Linked DNA regions of Mus musculus: region 1 is linked to region 2. Evidence: chromatin contacts called from public HiChIP or PLAC-seq data. All regions are on one chromosome and are shown on one strand. The core of a region is the stretch at or near the end of the contact, and the rest is flanking DNA. Distances in the headings are between cores, read along the strand shown.

Region 1 (6,347 bases), core at 2,141-4,640, 270 kb after region 2:
CGCTGGGAATGTATGTGTGAGGTGCATTTGTGTGTACCTAGGTGGGGAGGTCAGAGGTCAACATCAGGTGTCTACTCAATATCCATATTTTTTATTTATTTAGTTTCTTGTTTTTTGAGATGTCTATTAATAGTAGTAGTAATTATATTATCAATTGTACATAATATATAATAACACATAAAATATTAATATTGATGTTAATATTAATTATTATTACATCTATTAACTTGCGTTTGTGTGTAATTTTAACTTTTTTCAAATTCATTTTTTTTTTTCGAGACAGGGTTTCTCTGTGTTGCCCTGGCTGTCCTGAACTCACTCTGTAGACTAGGCTGGCCTCGAACTCAGAAATCCACCTGCCTCTGCCTCCCAAGTGCTGGGATTAAAGGCATGTGCCAACACTGCCTGGCTCAAATCCTATTTTTTTTTAAAGATTTATTTATTTATTTATTATATGTAAGTACACTGTAGCTATCTTCAGACACACCAGAAGAGAGCCTCAGATCTTGTTACGGATGGTTGTGAGCCACCATGTGGTTGCTGGGACTTGAACACTGGACCTTTGGAAGAGCAGTCAGGTACTCTTACCCACTGAGCCATCTCACCAGCCCTCAAATCCTATTTTTAATGATGGTTCTTTTTTGTGTGTTTGTTTTTCAACAACTAGTATTTTATTCAGATAGCAGTTCCGTTACACATGGTCCAAGAACATTCAAATAAGAACTCAAATCGGAAGTTAAAGGTTGGTTTTCAGACATCATAGCGAACAATGAATGCCACGTTTGCCTATGAACTCTCTGATATAAAACCACATCCACACCTTAGTGGCCACCAAACCGTTCAGCACAGCTTCCTTCACTGTAAGGTGTTTGAAGCTACCAGTTTTAGCACTTTGAATGATTTTTTTCACACTCTGAATAGCTATAGGGATTTCACCAGGGGTTGGGGGGAACCATCGCAACCTTGGCGTAGTGCCAAAATGTGACCAATCGAGGTAAGTCATGGCAAAGGCCACCATCAACGGTGCCTTCTCCTCAAAGTGGCAGATGAATTTGGCCATGGTCTAAGGTGGAAGGTATGTCTCCCCGGACCACCGGCTGAATCTTAATGATGGTTCTTAAATGCTTTAACTTCCCTTTTAGCCCACCACCCACCAGAGGTAGTGGGAAAGAAAGGATATGGGGGAAGTGGGCCTGTTTAGAAAGGTTCTTTGGAGCAAATCCCTTCTGTGTGGTCTGGAAATCGGCAGTTCAGTTCATAGGTTAGCAGGCAGCAACAGCTCAACCCACTCACACACACCTCACAGATACACCAGCAGTCCAGCTCAGTAGAATCAGGTTAGCAATAGCAGCGGCATGACCTAGCAGAGACAGCCAGGCCTCAGCCTCCGCTCAAGTCAGCAGGGGGGACCTGGAAGGACACCAGAAGTTCTCCTACACCTCCCTTGACTCAGCACAGGCCTTGCCTCAGCTGACATCACTCTGCCAGTCAGCCCAAGTGTATGGAAGCGGAGGCAAGAAACTGCAGCACACACCATAAGTTTTTGGGTGTGTTTTTCTCTATGGTGTCCTGACAAATGCAGCTCAACTATGCAATGTAAGGCGGACCAATAAGTTCATGTTGTCAGCAAAGAGTCCTTCATCACGTGTCCTTTCATGTGCTTGCCTTAGCTGAACATCCTGTCTCCTGTGTCTGCTTCAGCGAAACGTTCCTCCCCGAGTCTGCCTTAGCCTTTCACACCTGTGTCCACTTTAACGAAATGTTCCTTCACGTGTTTGCCCCAGCAAACCACCATCCAATCGACTTTCCAAAGAACCCTTAAGTTTCCACTTGAGTGTCTGCACACATACCTGACATGGTACCCCTGAGGAGGCCAAAAGGAGCCTGTTCTTCCTTCCACCATGTGAGTTTTGGGGGGTGGAACCCAGGTCATACAGGTTGGCAGCAAGTGTCTTTACCTGCTAAGCCATCTTGCCAGCTTTCCATCTTATTTTCTGAGAGAAAAGCTCTCCCTGCACCTAGAGCTCACAGATTGGCTAAGCTGGCCAGCCAATGAGCTCCAGGGACTCACCTGTCCGTGCTGTGCCCACCATCAGGCTGACTTTTTATGTGTGCGCTGGGGATTCGAACTCAGGTCCTAGTGCTTGCCCACTGAGCCACCTCCCCAGCCCCCAGAGGGCTATCAACAATGAATTTTCTTGTTTTTTTCTTGAGGACAAGTTCATGGGAAAGTAAAATCTGTTCTTGAGGCCAAGCTGCCACACCAGTCACAGCTGACATTCTTGAGCTGAGCCTCTACAGCCCCCTCCTGCTGGCCTGGTATCTGAAACAATGAGCGATTCTGAGCCACTATCTCCAGCGTCTTAGATTTGCCTACACATCTCTCTTACTTCTTCTCAGCTCTCAGAGACAAACTGGGGCGTTCTTTCCTTGTGTACCGGATGTGTCCCCGCCTGGTGTGAGCAACTAAGTACTCTCTCCTTCCTACTGCCAAGGTGGGGACCTGAGTCCCCCTGGAGCCACCCGGATTTGAAGCTCAGCTCCACCCAATGTGTAGCTGAGAAAAATCACCTAACCTTCCTGTCTCTATGGGGAATAACAGTTTTCCCAAGTAGATAAAGCTGTCACAGGACTTATTCAGCCATGTTCCCTGTTGTTACCCTCTCCCCTCTCACATGGAGGTGACAGCAAGGATGATAGAACTCAGGAATTTTTGCGTAGCAGTACAGGTACTCTATCTTTGGGCTACACCCCTTAGCATATAAACTGAAGTTCTCTCGAGTCTTGTTTTAAGACAGCTCACGGGGATATCTCAGGCTAGCTTTAAATTCACCTGAAAATGAAGACGTCATTGAATTTCTGATCCTCCTGTACACACCCCTGTCATATGAGGTGCTAGAGATTGAACCCAGGGCTTCTAGGCAAGCACGCTTCTAGCTGAGCCACGCCCCAGCTTCAATTCTGGCTCTGAGGCTGGCGTCAACTTCTAGACTCCCCGCTGCCTTGGCGTTTGAAGCCCATAGACCTTTGCTCATGCTGTCCCCTCTGACCCTGTTCCCATACTCCCCCTGCCGCTCCACGCTCCGTGTCTTTCTCAGGTTTCAGGTTTCAGGCCTCCAGGGATCTCTGGCAAACACACCTCCACCCTCAGTCCAAATAAACCACTTCCTCCGGGGATCCACAGCACAGAGTGCAGGGCAGCTCCTTGCCGCTTAAGTTGTTTGTGTAACTCGAGGTTCTTCCCACCCTAGCTCCAGCCCACAAGGGTCACTAGCTCTCAAAGCTCCATCCACAGGCCCCTTGGGGCTTCCCAACAAACTCCCCCTCCCTCCAGCCCTCTATGGGGAAGTGGGGTGGGCTCACTCCTACCCATCTTTGGGCTCCAGAGGTTTCAGGCACTGTCATTGGTCCAGGGTAGACCACATGACTGAGCTCACCCAATCATAAGCGGCTGGTGTAGAGACTGATTTTTCTCCTCCCCTCCCCTCCCCTCCTTTTTCTTCTTCTTCTTTTTTGTATTTTAGGTTTTTGTTCTTTACTTTTTTTTTTCAAGACAGAGTTTCTCTGCGTAGCCATGGCTGTCCTGGAATTGACTCTGAAACTCAGAGATCCTCCTGCCTCTGCCCACATGGCCAATCTGTTACTTTTTGGTTTGGTTTGGTATTGATGCAGACTCTCACTCTGTACTACAGGCCGTCCTGAAGTTTGCTCTAATGGCCGCAGACTCTCAAACATCCTCCTGTCTCACAGCCTTCCCAAATGCAGAGATTGCAGGTTTGAGCTAACAAACCCTGCTTAGTCTCTCTCTCTCTCTCTCTCTCTCTCTCTCTCTCTCTCTCTCTCTCTCTCTCTCTCTTTTGCAAGCTCCAGGACACTTTGTCTCCAAGATGTTGATGGCAGCCACCAATATCCACTACTCTTGGATCAAAGCTCAGAGCAGGAGACATAAGGTTCCTCGGGCTTCGATTGAGACACTGTGTCCATCAATCCCCACACGCGGCATCTCCTTGAGACTGTTCCCTGCTCTCCACTGTCACCCGCAGCAGTCAGAGTAGTTTTCTAGGCACCTTGACTCAAGGAAACCGGAATGGACGGCTCTGGTGCTAAAAGGAATCTCAGGACTAGCTAATATGAAGCAAAGAGATTTTAATGAGATATTTGAAGCCTGAGGGTTGGGAGAAAGAGAGACACTCAGAGGATGGGAGACACACCGGAGACCAAGAGTCTGGGACTTTCAAGGAAGAATAAGACAGAGCAAGCGAGGGCCCAGGCACCTCATGGGGGGGGTATCCCAGCCCCTGGTGTTTTTCAATGGTCATGTGTAGGATGTTGTAGGGTTTTGGTTGCTAAGAAACCTAGGTGAGGTCACTGGGTGGTTCCCAAGGCAGCATCTGACAGGATTAAGATTGATGAGGTAGAAACCAACCCATAGGGATACAGGAAGGTAGGCTATCTTTAACTGTAAACAGCTTCAAGTTCTGTTTGGAGAGTTTCAGGAAATATCTACGGGAAGGAAAGATGCCCACCCAAGGTCATATGGGTTCAAACTTTAAACCTGAGTCATTATTATTGGCACATAAAGGACTATTTTTACATTTGCAGGATGTGTTAACTGTATCAGAACCTCCAGAGCCAGAGTTAGAGGCAGTTGTAGGCTCTCTGAAGTGAGTGCTAGGAACCAAATTCAGGTCCTCTTTGAGAGCAGTAAACACTCTTAGCCACTGAGCCATCTCTCTAGCCTCTCTTCCTTCCTTTCTTTCTTTCTCTCTTTCTTTCTTTCTTTCTTCCTTCCTTCCTCCTTTTTTTTTAAGATTTATTTATTGTCATATGTGAGTACACTGTAGCTGTCTTCAGACACACCAGAAGGAGGTGTCAGATCTCATTACAGATGGCTGTGAACCACCATGTGGTTGCTGGGATTTGAGCTCAGGACCTCTGGAAGAGCAGTTGGTGCTCTTAACTACTGAGCCGGCTCTCCAAGCCCAGGTCCTTCTTTTTTATTACCTCTTATATAACTACTTAATCTTCTGGTTTGTTGAAGCAGTTAAGTCAGACAACCCTTGCCTGACTTAATGCCTGTCAAAGTGGCTACCCTTGAAAACTCCAGCACCACACTCATCACAAGGCCGTTCTCGACGTAGCAGCTCTGAGAGAAAAGGTATCCTGGCAGTCGGGAGCCAAGAAATACTACCAAGTCACACCACACAACAAACCTCACACAAGAGGTTTATGGGGAAAGACACCTGAGGGTGCCCACCGCGGCTCTGAGAGAAGCAACAAACAACTAAGCAAGAGGCAGGCTTTATGTAAGATAGAATTTTGGGGGGAGGGGTTCCAGGGTGGCCCGGGATTGGTGGGATTCTGTGACCTAATTTATTTACTTATCTATTTATCTCTGTAGGGTGAAGCTTGGCTGCCTGCATCTTGAGGGACTAGAAATGGCCATTATGGCCCTTTAGAGCAGCGGGGGTGGGGTTGGGGAGCTGGGACCAGCCATTCTAGCCCCAGGGGGGTAGGACCTGGCCACTAGGTGGGCTTATGGATTCCATGGTCCTCAGATGGTTCTGGGAATTGAGTCTGGGTGCTCTGGAAAAACCAGCAAGTGTTCAACTGCTGGGCCATCTCTCCAGGTCTTCACCCTGAATCTGTGAAGTACTTGCTGCACGCCAGAGCCTGTCCTGAGGCTGCATGGGCACACATTTCCCACGCCTGCCTGCTTTGAGAGATGTGACCTGTGACAGCCTTTCTGTGGCATTCTTGGGAGAGACTTGCATTTTCCCATCTCAGCTACTCAGTGTGTGGATTTGAATTAACTGTGTGTTAAGCCTCCCTCTACGCTTTTCAAATCTGAAAACTGCACCTAGTTCTCTGGCCCTTGTAAAGATTAAAACAGAATATGAGACAGCTCAGAGGTTAAGAATACTGGCTGCGGGCTGGAGAGATAGCCCAGCAGTTAAGAGCACTGACTGCTCTTCCAGAGATCCTGAGTTCAATTCCCAGCAACCACATGGTGGCTCAGAACCATCTGTAAAGAGATCTGATGTCCTCTTCTTGTGTGTCTCAAGACAGCAACAGTGTACTCATATATAATAAATAAATCTTTTTTAAAAAACAGTACTGGCCGGGCGTAGTGGCGCACGCCTTTAATCCTAGCACTCGGGAGGCAGAGGCAGGTGGATTTCTGAGTTCGAGGCCAGCCTGGTCTACAAAGTGAGTTCCAGGGCAGCCAGGGCTATACAGAGAAACCCTGTCTCGAAAACAAACAAACAAACAAACAAAAAACAAAAAAACAAACAAAAAAAAAAACAGTACTGGCTGCTCTTCCAGAGGACCCAAGTTCAATTCCT
Region 2 (6,444 bases), core at 2,326-4,825:
TCCCGAGGGGACTTGGCTCCTTCCCCTCCTCATCGAGCTCAGGATTCGGCTGCACTCTGCAAAAGGGGTCTCCCTGCCAGAAACTTCCAGGCTCAGAGGCTGCCACTCATGATGCTGATCTCGATTGTCAACTTCATGAGAATTTAAAATCACCATGGAAACCAATCTCTGGTTATGCCTGAGAGAAGTCCTCTAGATTAGGTCAATTCAGGTGGGAAGATGCACTCTACATGTGGGTAGGACCGTCCCATGAATTGGGGTCCAGGACGTCACACTAAGGAGGAAGTGGGCCGAGCACTAGCTTTGTCACTTTTGGCTTCCTACCTGTCCTGTGACTCTTGTTCCCACATCCACACCTTCCTCACTAGGATAAACTGTGCCTCTTAGAACTCTAAGCCCAAATAAACTGGATCTTTTCTTAAGTCACTTTTGTCTAAGCCCTGAGTAGAGTAACTAACACATTTGCCAAGGTTACCCAACAGTGGGGGTATCCCCAAACCTAGATTTATTTCTAGAGGGAGAGGAGGTGTTTCTCTGTGTAGTCCTGACTGTCCTGCAACTGGCTATGTAGACCAGGCTGGTCTCGAACTCAGAAATCTGCCTTCCTCTCCTGCTCAAGTGCTGGGATTAAAGGTGTTTGCCTCCACACCCAGCTCAAGTCTCGATTCCCGAACCCATTGGTTCCCAGTCCATGACTCCTTTGTTATTCCCGTTTTGAGGTCTTAATTTATCCAGTCAACAAGTAATTATCGGGTGCCTGCCCTATGTTCAGGGCCACACAGACAGAGAGTGAGGAGTGTGGTGTGACCTGCAGGTGGTGGAAGATGGGCTCCTAGCAGAAGTGACATTTGAGGGACCCCACCACACCTTTCCCCACCCCCACACCAGCATGTGAAGAGATGAGCTCAGAGAAGTGGGGGAAGGGATGCCCCTGGCATGGGACTGAGGACTGCCCCAGAGAGATCTCTCCACAGTTCCAGGCCAACCTGGAAATAGATGAAGGCCCTGGGGGATCCCAGGGGCTCCAGAGCCCAAGGTGGCTGCTTTTCTGCCTTTTTTTGAGAGGAGGAACAGGGTAAGGCGCTAAAGAAAGCATAAATTTGGGACTATAGAGTTCCGAGTCCTGGTTTTGTCCTGGACTTGTGTGACCAAGAACCAGGCTCCTCTCCTCAGGTGGTCTGAGTTTACCAACTGAGGATGGACCACAGAACTCTGTGTGAATGACATGTGGTGAGGAAGGGAAGACACAGAGCAGGGTCACACAGAACCACCCCCTCCTCCCCGCCCTCCCCAGTTAGTAGGAGACAGTGTGGCCCAGTGCGGGGATCATGCCAGTGTGTGCTTCCTCTAGGAGGGGAAATGGAAAACTTGCAGTAAAGACTGTTGGACAGTAGGGGGCGCCAGCCGAATGACCAGCGGTCGGTTCCAGGAAGGTGGAAGTAGTTGGTCTGGAGTTGGCTTATGATGGTTGGTGGCTGCAGGAAGTCTGACTTCCGAACAGGCTTTAATGCGGACTCTTACCCAAAACTCATCTCAGTTCACTGTGTTGACCACTGTTCTTCAGCTTGGAGAACTGAGGATTGACGGTTTTTTACATTTTAATCAGCTAGTTTGTTACAAAAGTAAACTGCTTTTGCCTTGAATGTTTGTTTTGCTTGGTACACAGTGTTAAGACAAATTCTGAGGTATGGATTTGACTCCACAGCAAAGGATCCTAAGATTCATTAGTAATGTCTGTCAGGGTGAAGCCATGGAGGGCACAGCAGGCGTGTCCGGTATCTGCCACCTCTCTTTAAAGCAGTTTCATTACTGGACAGAATTGTCTATCGATGCAGAGATGCTGGGTTGATTTGGGTACGGTCTCCCTGCAAGACCATGTCAGAACAAGGAGCCTACTTGTTGATTCGTCATGGCTGTGAGCATGAAGAAGTTGCCTCTCTAGACCCTGCAAACCTGTGTTCACATTTACAGCCAGCATAGCTCACAATGAAAGAAGGACATTCAGTATAGAACCACCCAGGGTTGTTCTGTGATACTGGACAGGCTGGTGGGTATTGAGGGCAGGCTGGATCACCCCAGAACCTGGCATAGGGGCAGAGCAGCAGGCTTGGGCAGAGCTCAGGCGTGACCAAGGCTTCTGAGCTGAAGAACACTGGTGGCGTCCATGGTGTTGCACACTTGACAAGGTCCTGTTGGCTGCAGGTCTGCTCGTGGAAGAGAGTACGCTACCTGTGAGGGCACCTGGAAGGATCTGAACCAGAAGTCCCAGGTCAGGCCTTTTTGTGGGGAGCTGGGGGACAAGTGTGGCAACAGCAAAGAGCCAAGCCTCCATGAGGCCAGAGTTAGGGAGCAGGGTCAGCTAGCTCTTGTGGGCAGAGTCCCCAACAAAGGGCTCACATGTTCTGCTCTGACTAAAAATAACTGGTGCTTATTGCAGATGATCTAGGAGATGCAATGAAAGATAAAAGCTAAAGCTGCAAACAGCCCACAGACACCTCATTATACAGACAGTGTCTCTCAGCATGAGTCACATCTCAAGTCAGACACAAAGTGACATTGTGCTACAGTGTTGGCCATGAAACTCGGGGCTTTACCCATGCTAGGCAGGCCCCTATTTCCACACACGGTCTCATTGATTTGCCCAGACTGGCCTTGGATTTGCTCTGCAGCCCTTGACTTTCCAATCCCCCTGCCTCAGCTTCCTAAGTAGCTGGAACAACAGTCCTGAATCCCTGGTTAGCCTTATAGTTTTGAATTTTCCTTCCTCCAGTGGCGTTCAAGAAATGGCAGGTGACCGCTTCATGACAGGTGCTTGCTAGCATTTGTTAAAATGCAGATCTTGCCTCTACCTCCACTGACTGAGCCTCAGGACCACCCCCCCCCCCCGCCCCCACCTGAGCTGGGCCAGAGATCAGAGGGGTTTGGACAGGGAGGAGACAAAAGAATGCTCTCTGAGTTTGTCACCAACTTGGGGTTGCTGACAAAAGGGGCCACAGTTCTCTTTGTCTCCCACTTGGTAGAGGAGCTCTGGACCAGTAGGCAACGAGTAGCGCCTCTTCCTCCCTCTCCTCCTCCTCCCTCTCTTCCTTCCCTCTTCCTTCTCCTCTTCCTCTGCCTCTTCCTCTTTGTCCTCCCCCTCCTTCTATTCCTCCTCCTCCTCTTCTTCCTTCCTTCCTGGTGAGGCGTCTCTGGTGAGTTCCTGGAAAGGGCACACTCAGGCTGCATGACAGCTGTCCTCAGGCCTCTTGGGGACCTGAGAGGATGGAGGCCCCTGAGCTGCTGTCCACACCATGTTGGGCATTCACTCAGCCCACACTGGTTTTCTCTACAAACCTTTCTTGGCAACACAGAGACCAAATATGGTTTAGAAGAAATGGCAGGTCCAAGAAGGTGAAGAGTTGGGTTGGAGAGAATCAGGACTCCCCGCTGGACCCCCATCTTCATGCTTTATGAACTTCCAAAGAGGCCTTACAGCAGCCATTGTAGTAGAGAGCTGGTGGGGTGGGTGGGGCGGGGTGTGGGGTGGGGCAGGGCAGTGCTCACAGCAGCCATAGTCACAGCTGGTGAAATGGGGTAGGGTGGGGTGGGGCTCTATAGCATTTCAAAAAGAGGAGTAGGAGCTGCTTAAGTGACTCAGCAACTAGGGATGCTTGCTGCCGTCCCAGAGGACAAGTCTGATTCCCAGCACCCATGCCCGGTGGCTCACAACGCTAACTCCAGGATCTTATGCCATCCTCTGGACTCTACGTGCCCACACACAGAATTTAAAAAATTGTTTAGAAAGAGGAACAGTGGAATTCTGGGAAACCACTGACTAGCTATGAGGAGTCTTAGAGCATTCCAGATCAGACCAAAGCAACTGGAAAGGCAACAGTTTCCCTTTGGATAGGTCAGCAGGCTGTGTAGCCAGAACAGGTGGGTCAAATTAGCTAAACCTCCCCAGCCTTCTGCCCAGCGCCTCTCCCTCCTTCCCAAACCAGAAAGCCTTAGTGAGCTCGTTTGTTCCAGTCCCTCCAGCTACCTCTCCTTCCTCTCCTCTCTGGGCCCCATGGCTCCTGCTCCTTCCTGGAGTTGTTCTCTTGCTGGTGGCTGAGCTGGGGGTCCTCACTCCTCCAGCCCCAGCTGAGACCCCAGGGAGCAGGCACACTGTGAGTGATTCTGTCAGCCCATGTCCTATCGGCCTGTGCTCTAAGGGGTGGGTGAGGACTCGGGACAGCTGACCTGGAGGAGAAGGGTGGTCATATGGAAGGCATGACACTGGGCAGGTTTTGTTCTGAAGGGCAGACACAGGACCCCCAGCAGAAGCTAGCATGCCCATTTTTCTGCTTACTCTAGCTTCTTTGCTTTTCTGGCTTTTTGTTTGTTTGGTGTATTTTTGCGGCAGGGTTTTGTGTAGTTCATGGTGGCCTCATTGGGTCGCTTTGTAGCTCAAGATGACCCTAACTTCTGATCCCCCTGCATCCATCTCCCCAGTGCTGACATTATAGGCATGCCCCTCATCCCATATGCATGTATGCATTTCCCTCACCCCCTATATGTATGTGTGTATGCAGCACTTGGGAGCCACCAGGGCCCCACACATGCTAAGCACACTCTACCAACATCTTCAGCCCTAAAAGTCACATTTCCAAGTCCATCTGTCTGTCAGCTCAGTGTTGGCTAGTTGAGTATATCCGTGGCCCTGTCTTCACATCTGGAATTCAGACCTGATAACTGAAGCATCAGCCGCCATTTTGGAACACGAAGTTACCTATAGCAAAGATGAAGCCATGTACTGAGGCTGGCAAAGGAGAAAGAAATAAGAAACAGAGATGCGGCACCATCAGCTTCTACACTTGAGCCCTTGCTTCCTGACCAATGGGACACAAACCTTCTGTTGTAGTCAGGGTTACCGTTGCTGTAAAGAAAAACCATGACCAAACTTAGGGAGGAATGGGTTTATTTGTTTCACACTTCCACATTGCTGTTCATCATCAGAGGAAGTCAGGACAGGAACTTAGACATGGCAAGGACCTGAAGGCAGGAGCCATGGAAGGTTGCTGCTCACTGGTTTGCTCAGCCTGCTTGTTATAGAACCAAGGACCAGCATCCCAGGGATGGATCCGCCCACAACGGACTGGACCCGCCCACATCAATGACTAATTAAGAAAATGTGCTACAGGTTAGCCCACAGCCTGATCTTACGAAGGCATTTTCCCAACTTAGACTCCCTCCTCTCAGATGTCTACAGCTCGTGTCAAGTTGACATAAAGCTACTCAGCACACCTTCCTCTTGTTCGGCCCACGGTCTCTGAGGTTTGCAGGAGCAGTCAAACCCAGTCTGATGCACTGACTCAGTTTTGCTCCTCCCCTTCTGGACCCGCAGGGGACCCGTGCTCTGGGGAGGTCACTTGCTGCCTCTCACTCTACAGCATCTGTCCTGCAGCCTTAGGCGTGTCACTTGCCCCAACCCATCCCTGCTTTCCTTTGCAGGCCCCCCATTGCGCTCACTCTCCCAGATCCCTCTACCCACCTTGCATACAGCAGTCACTTCTTGAGGGCTGAGGGCTGCTCGCAGCTCAGAGTAGAGCTCACTTTCAGAGTCAATGCCAGATGCCATGCGAAACGTTTCATCCGTGCCCATAAGCAGGGACTTTCGTTGTCCCTGTTCCCACTCTGACTCTCAGAGCGACTATATCTCTCCTGTCTTCTTTGCATCTCCAGACATTAGCCAAATCACCTTGAAACCCCAGGTCCCTTCCCAGCAGAGCATCTGGGTATCTGCCACACCCAGCCACTTGCTCCTGGTCTATATGAGGCTCCTGCTGAATACTTCACATAAAAATATATCTTTTTTTTTTTTAAGATGTGTCTTGATCAAAGCAAATCCCAGACCTAGCAGGTTGTAAAAACTGTTTCTTTTTCAGACCTACAGTCAGAATCTTCTAAGAGGGGCCCAGAGATGAGAGGTATCTAGCACAGGGTTACACAGTGGCATAACAGCAGGTCTTGTCACAGGTCTCAGTCCTCAGGCCTATTCTTACCTCTTCAAGGACCCTGAAACTACTCTGAGCTGTAGTCTGGACTCCAGGTCCTCCCCCAAAGCCCCAGCAGGACTGCCCAGCACCCAGACTTTGGGCCCCTCTGCTGTGTCTGCAAAGTCTAGGCCTGCTGGGCACCTATCCCTTTGAATTGGAGGCCATGGTGTTCAAACAAAAATGCAGAGGCCCCTCCAGTCACTGCTGGAATCTGGTGGGGGGACAGGAGTTGGGGAGTGGGGGAAGGGAGGCAGAGGTCAGAGGGGAAACTGAGGTTTGGAGAGAGGAGGAGTTATATTTCATTTTGTATGTCAGTGCCAAGGATCCAGCAAGCTCACAGAGGGAGGGTACATTCTGTTGTTGGTTTTCGGTTCACACCATTAAAACCAACCCACAGGGAGTGACAGGGACACAGCCCAGCAGCTAA

Evidence for each region. HiChIP or PLAC-seq counts read pairs in DNA pulled down with a chosen protein or histone mark.
Region 1: a contact with region 2 is called in an H3K4me3 HiChIP or PLAC-seq map of embryonic stem cells, with 19 read pairs. The contact joins two enhancer-like sites. A contact is called at or near these places in 7 of 39 promoter capture datasets (the HPC-7 cell line, cranial neural crest, embryonic stem cells and 4 more), 5 of 484 Hi-C or Micro-C datasets (the Ba/F3 cell line, CD4 T cells, bone marrow-derived macrophages and 2 more), 5 of 115 datasets of contacts at active chromatin or transcription factors (embryonic stem cells, pancreatic cancer cells and vascular smooth muscle cells) and 1 of 9 other capture datasets (embryonic stem cells).

What each region holds. Positions count from the first base shown.
Region 1 is chr4:135,289,616-135,295,962 of GRCm38.p6, forward strand. It overlaps the pseudogene Gm12983. Among named protein-coding and RNA genes, the nearest start is that of Gm30701, 5.5 kb to the right of the region's middle. Within about 2 kb of position 3,391, at least 154 of the 459 cell types and tissues checked have an H3K27ac peak or open chromatin away from gene starts, as enhancers often do. A contact at or near this core is called in the Ba/F3 cell line, the HPC-7 cell line and embryonic stem cells, where this site is marked.
Region 2 is chr4:135,016,851-135,023,294 of GRCm38.p6, forward strand. No RefSeq gene overlaps it. Among named protein-coding and RNA genes, the nearest start is that of Gm42327, 31 kb to the right of the region's middle. Within about 2 kb of position 3,576, at least 44 of the 459 cell types and tissues checked have an H3K27ac peak or open chromatin away from gene starts, as enhancers often do. A contact at or near this core is called in the Ba/F3 cell line, the HPC-7 cell line and embryonic stem cells, where this site is marked.